2 separate regions of the Arachis hypogaea genome follow, and region 2 is linked to region 1. A link is a contact called in public Hi-C data. All regions are on one chromosome and are shown on one strand. The core of a region is the stretch at or near the end of the contact, and the rest is flanking DNA. Distances in the headings are between cores, read along the strand shown.

Region 1 (3,543 bases), core at 614-3,113:
AATGCCTTGTCAATTCTACTCTTCCACGCTCTATCTTTTCAACTTCAAATTAACTTTAATTATTTAATTTTCTAATTGCACCTTTTAATTTCATTTTTTGTTTGGTTATTATACCTTTATTAGAGGAACAATTATAGAAAGGCCCCGGAAGACCATTGATGGTGTAAGCATCTGAAACATTGGGACCCCCTCCTGTTTGAAGGGCCTGACTTATAACTGCTTCTGGGTCAACGTTGAACCATTCACCTGAAGTCCCACAACTTTGCCAGTTAGTTAATAATTATATTCTTAAACAAAAAAAAAGAAAATAATTATACAATTTTGCTACCGTATTTCTATCAATTTCTCTCAACCAATTTCTGTTAACTCTTGTTTATGACTATTTTTAATGGAAGTATCTTTCTAGATGTGTCTAATAAAAATATTTTTTTTATGGCTATGTCTAATAAAAATATCTTTATAATGTATTTTCTGAATATGTCTCCTTATATATGTGTTTAAAATATAATAATTAATTATTATTAACAATAAATTGACAAATAGTATATTGATATTCATACTTTTCTATAATTATATTACACGACAATAAAAAATTAATGTAAATTTAACTAGATCTTGAATTCTTGATACATTAATTATTTAAATATATCATAAAAAAAAGTGACGTTTATTTTAAAATCCTCCATTTTAAATAAATATCACTTCGACTTTTTTTGATATATTTAAAAATTAATGTATATAAATTTAAAATAGTTCTAAATTCAGATACCTTAATTTTTAATGTATTATAACAATAAAAGCGACTCTTAGTTTAAAATAGAGGGAGTTGGTTAGAATATATGATTTTTCAAATAATAGATATAAAATACATATATGAGTGGTGTGATGCTATATAAATAATACCGAAAATGATAGGGATTTCCTTATGTGGTTTCTCAAACGGATAAGGGTCTTTATGCTTAGGGAGGATTATGATGGGTCCATAAATGGTAGCTCTAAGCCATGAAATGTGAGCATGCCAAAGAAGGGTTCCCCTTTGGCCAGTAATGGTAAAATTGTATGTGTAGGACTGATTGCTTTGTATGGGACACTGTGTCACATATGCTGGTCCATCTGCCCAACCACTTGTTATCTGCCGAATCCCATGCCTGCAAAATTAAACTCGTGTGTAGTTTTAAATTAGAGTTATAATTATGAGTGCATTTGTACTTATGCTCTAATTATATGTATGTAATGGTGGCAGTTAGAGTCATTATGATATTATTACAAATAATGTAATGGGCATCATCCCAGTTCACAATAGCAATATTAGAAGAGTCGCAACTGTTGTTTTAATTAATCAGGAATTTGGGTTGGCTTCAAAATAAACAATGAGAACACAAAGCAAACATACCAATGAATGGTTACATTGTTGGAGACATGGTTAACCACCTTAACCAACACCCTATCACCTTCCCTTGCCACTAATGGTTGTCCTGGGAATTTCCCATTCACACTCAGAATAGTCCTTGTGTGACACAATCTTGTGACGTTCAAATACTCAATCTTCACATGGAAAAGGGTAGCATAAAAAATTAGTATGGTATAGTGATGAATAAAATAATGCAATTGATAGAAAGAACTAATAAACTTTCAGAAGCTAAGCATGAGTTTGTTAAATATTGTACATTGAATGTATAGTGCCTTGTTATGCCAACTGCAAACTCAGAAAATAAAGTTACAACCCAAAAACCAAAGACAAGAACTCTCATAGATGCAAATGATGGGAGGTGGAGAAAGTCCATTATGCAATTTCTTGTGTATGTGTTTTATGGTTGGGATGACTGAGTTCACTTCCGACTTCATATATATAGAGAGGATATTCCAAAAATAATGAGACACTTTAATTTGATCTTTGTTGTTATTTATTTATTTATTTTTGTTTTGTGGTGGTAATGTCTGGTAGACATAACTTTAGGTCTAGCTGAATTTTAGAGTGGATGTGAAGTAATAATTTTGAGGTGCATGCCATCCAGTACTTAAGATTTTTGATATCACAATGACTCTTATAACATTGGATGAGTGTATACACGGTCTTGTCTCCAAAAACAATATATAACATAAAAAGTTTGCTTCTAGTGTAAAGACTAATTAAGTGCTTAACGTGGATGCACTTGGATGCACCGTCCTTGTACAATAACTTAATACCGTTCATTTTGATTTTAGTGAGAATAAAAATAGTCGTTAAAAAATATTTTAATGACAATTTAATATTAATTATTTTATATTCTATATTTAAAAAATTTTAATAATCATAAAAAATATATAATAATTATTATAATATATATAATAATAATAATAAATATATAATTATTGTAAAAATATAAATTAAATAAGTTCTATAATAATTATTATATGGTGAATTCTATTTAACTCTCTAAATTAAAGAGTAAGTTACTCTTTATGACATGTCTTTTTATTATTAAATGAAATAAATTGACTTATCATGGTTAATTTTAACTTTTAATCTAGTCTAAATTTTGTTAAATTAATTAATTTATCATGATGTAACTTTTTTTTCAAATTATAATATCAAAATTTTTTCTTTTTCTTTCTTAAATTTTTTGAAAAAAATAATAAAATAAGTTACAAAATTGATTTTAGAGATTTTTATTTTTTTTTAAATTATACATTTATTAATCAATTTTACACAATTCTTGTTTTATTAATAAAATTTTAGAGATTTTGTGATTTTGATGGTTTAGGAGTGCTTTAGTATGAGCTATTAGTGAGTTCCATCCCAATTTTCCAGTAGATAAGGTAAGAATTCACTAAACCCTTGTGATTTATCAAATTTTATGAATCCTAAGTTGATATATGTGTGAAATTAGTTACACTAGAGTTGTTGGGTGATTTTGGTACACATTAGGACCTTGATTTTGGCTTGCGAAGCTTTTGGATAAACCTCGCTTGTTTGGAGCATGGGTGTCATTGAGAAGAAAACCCAAGTGTTAGGTGTGAACCGTCATCATGAAGGTACGGTTTAAATTTCATTTAAGTATCATGTAATGTGACATGAAATCCTAGGCTAGGTACCCCTAGGAATAATATTGAATTGTGCGATTGGATAGAAATTAAATGTGGTAATTGTGAATTGAGATGTGACTACTTGTATGAGAATGTAGTATGAATTAATGATTAAAATTATGAATTGATGAATTGTTGAATTATTAAGTTGATCGGATAAATGAATGTTGGGCCGGAGGATGTGAATTTGGGCCGAAGGCCATGAAAGATAAGTTTGGTAAGTGATGAATGTATTGAATGTTGATGCATGAGCTTGAAATGGTGATTATGGAATTGAGTATGTAGATATTGGTAATGATTTGTTAGAATAACAGAATTGAGGATTTGAGATGAGAAGTTGATGATTTAGAGTTGCAATGTATGGATTGAGTAGGTTCGAACTTGATTGACTGTAAATGATTGAATTTGATGGTTTGGGGATCATTTTGTTGAGTGTAAATTGAGGTGGCTTGTGAAACTTTGGAAAGATTGGTAAGT
Region 2 (3,543 bases), core at 329-2,828, 440 kb after region 1:
TAAATATTTAATTTGTGCTGAAAAAAGAAGGAATTGAAAGTTAGTCACAGGACTACAGGAGTCAAATAGCATCTTAAAAAATAATCACCGAAATATTTTGAAGGTATATGACTAATAAATCTTTAAGGTTGACTCTTGCCTTGGGTTGAAATTGGGTTGTCAACTAGCTCTTTGTCCATTGTGATGCATCTATCCCATCATATAACAGGACAAATAAACATTTAAATGAAAACACAGCCTGCACATAACAGTACCATAGATTATTTTTTTTTTGTTTTTCTTAAAAAAAAAAAGTCAAACCCACATCCAAAACGAGGGCACAGCAGGATATCTTGTTTGTATGGACTCCATCATTTCAATTCCCAAAAATAATCTAAAAGCACAGCCATATAATAGACCAAGTTACCTGTAACTATAAGTAAATTATTAAAGAGGTGAAAAAGAGACACTACAAGAAATCATGAAACGAGAAACCAAAATAAAGGGCACTGATGAAATTCAAATATTCAATGCTTGGATTCCATCTAGTAAATTACAATGTTACATATTCACGGTTGACATGGCCTCGTTTTTAGCCATATAGGTCTAAGAAATTCTAATAATTATGATAAATGTACGTAATCCCTATAAATTGTAATTTTTATTAAACTCGTTTTGATCTAATCAGTCATAAAAAAAGATCCAATAATTTGGTGAATCAACCAAGTCGAGTCATTAGCCAGACCAAGCTCGCAACAAAACCACCTTAGTTAAGTTCTTAGAGTGCTCCATTAAATGGATTATATTATTTATGTACTAAACTCAGTCACTAATATAAAATACATGTTAGAATATAAATATATATTAAAAATAAATTAAATTATGTATTTATACATAAATACATTGATGACTGATTTTAATAGTTAATTTTAGTGTACAAATAATATTTTTGCCATTAAATAGGCTGCATATATATCAAAACAGTTTTTGAAATTTAATTATTGTATCAATTATATTTTTAAAATTGATAAAAATATTTTATGTTAGTATCTTTATCTTTTGTTATCGAGTGACTAATCATTCTATTAGAAACTAATGTGATTTATTTTTATCAATTTCAAAGACATAATTAGTATTATTAAAATTTTAAAAATTATTTTAATATATATAACTAATTTTAAGGATCACTTTAAAAATTAATTTGACCTATTGATTTGGCCAAGTTTAATTAAAATTAATGATTTGTAGGGTTCGAATAATTCATATCGAATCATGTATATTTTATGTTAAAGGAAATTTAATCAAAATATAATTGTTGAGTGTTAAACCTAATATATTTAAGATAAGTGTTTATTCTTTGTGAGTAAAATCTTCAACACTAGTTTAAAATGCTCCAATAAAAAAGGTATTTGTAACTTTTCTTTAAAAAAAAAACAAAGAAAGAAATGGCCCCATGATGAAAAATATGATGGTGACAGCATTTGGAAATTGATTAGAAATATTGTCCAAGGAAGTCAAAGTAGAATACATACAAAAAACAGCCACAACACCTCCCCTTACTTTAAAGTCAAATAGGGGGATTATACGTCACAACAACCTGCCTCATCTGCTCCACTCTTAAATTTCCTATCCTTCTTTCTCTTTCTTCATTATTCATACCCTCCTCTTCTTAGTTTCCAAAGTCCAAATTCCTAATAAATAATAAATGGTTGAGTCAACAACAAATGCATTGATGACGATGATGATGGAGGAGGAGGAAGTCATACTAATGTCTTCTAATTCTAATTCCAATTCTTCTTGTTCAGAAGGGTCAGAGGATGATGACCTTGTTAAAGAGCTTTTAGATGATGCCACTCCTCTTCTTCTTCCGCCTTCGGACCACTACAACTCAATAATAAGGCCGCCGCCTTCTTATTTTTCAAATACCGATGATGGTGACGGTGATGATTATGACCACGCCATTAACAGGTTCATATCCAACATTTACTCAGGTCCTACAATCTCAGACTTTGAAAATGCTTTGTCAGTGATCAATAATAGTGACAACCACCCAAGCGATCAGCATTTGGAACACCTCTCATCAGCAAGGTATATTTAATTTGTATTCATCAATAGAACTAATGTAGTGTTAACTTTGTGAATTGGACTCCAATTTTTTATGAATATGTTGTTTCAGGGTTTCCATATTGGAAAGGGGTTTGAGTAAAATTGAGAACAAGTATACGCTCAAATTCAAGTGCTTTGGCAATGGGATGGGTGATGATGGATATAAGTGGAGGAAGTATGGTCAAAAATCTATTAAGAATAGCCCAAATCCTAGGTAATACTGATTCTTTCTTCTACGTATTTATTTGATTTTTTTTGTGATACACCAAAAATGAGCATTATTCACGTGGAAAAGTATAGGTAGATAATAAAAATATTAAATAATATGAACAATGAATATATCGGATGTTCAATTCACTAGGTGTGCAAATAGTTATTCTAACACTAAAATTTAGGTGAGTAAGTTAGAGTGTAGTATATTTTACTTCAGAACCAATTTTAAAGCCCGTTATTTATGTTGTTCAAAAAAGTCATTGATTACCTAGCATAATTTCATTCACATTTGGGTTCCTCTGTTTAACTTAACACATTGCACAGAATTTATGCATTCTTAAAATTCTTTGTTGAAACAGAACTAGTTATTCCAATTTCCAATTTCCATCTCTTGCAAAGCTCATTTCATAAGCTACTCCAACAAAAAATTGAACACGATATACATTGCCAGTGCCAGAAAGCATGTTAGTTATAGTCAGATTTACTATTAGGATATATATATATATATATATATAATTTGGTAACTTTTGTTACACAATTAACCATTACAATTGTTTGCAACAACACCTTAAACATTCAAATCAATAGTGAATGGTATATTATTTGATATGGAGGAGGAATGTTATATGTATTATTTTTGTATATATCTTTTTTCTATATTTTTCTATATGTATTATTCAAAAAGATAAAGATTTATATTCTAAATAATACTAGAGAAATAATTAACACTATAATAGTCAATTTTAGTTAATATTATAGATAGTAAATTATTAAACAAGTCTAATATCAAATCCACTAAATATGAGATTTTATCGAATTAAATTTTGGATATATTTTTTTAGTTGAGTTTTAGATATTCTTGTTTTTAAGAATTTTAAATATTTTTTATATTAAATATTAATTGTAATATTAGTTGTATAATATTGGTTAACTCCTAAAATTTCCTCTTATTTTTTATATCGGCATAAAAAAAATGTATTCAAAACGTGAAACAAACATTATTTATTTATTTAATTTTTATGTCACATAGATTTACTAAAAACACTGATAAATATCCTTGGTAATCAGCAGTTACTAATTACCAAATATTGGGATTTTCAATGAACGGTATTTTTGATAGGTTTATGATGGGTGATAGAGAATGGTATAAAAACTAAAAAGGGTAAGACGGTGAAGAATATTAGTACACTTCAATTAGATTGCTATGGTATTCACGTTATAGTAATTGATGTGACAAATTGGGTT

Evidence for each region. A called contact is a pair of places that touch in the nucleus more often than the background predicts.
Region 2: a Hi-C map of an unstated tissue shows a contact between it and region 1, with 5 times the contacts expected there. The contact joins the promoter of LOC112743571 here to the promoter of LOC112743566 in region 1. A contact is called at or near these places in 2 of 8 Hi-C or Micro-C datasets (leaf and an unstated tissue).

The regions. Positions count from the first base shown.
Region 1 is chr14:99,827,694-99,831,236 of arahy.Tifrunner.gnm2.J5K5, forward strand. LOC112743566 (laccase-2) reads right to left here and starts at 1,864. Exons shown (of 6, transcript XM_025792827.2): 1 at 1,668-1,864; 2 at 1,394-1,545; 3 at 904-1,148; 4 at 115-246. The coding sequence starts at 1,784.
Region 2 is chr14:100,270,960-100,274,502 of arahy.Tifrunner.gnm2.J5K5, forward strand. It overlaps LOC112743571 (probable WRKY transcription factor 49), which reads left to right and starts at 1,579. Exons shown (of 3, transcript XM_025792836.3): 1 at 1,579-2,067; 2 at 2,156-2,299. The coding sequence starts at 1,685.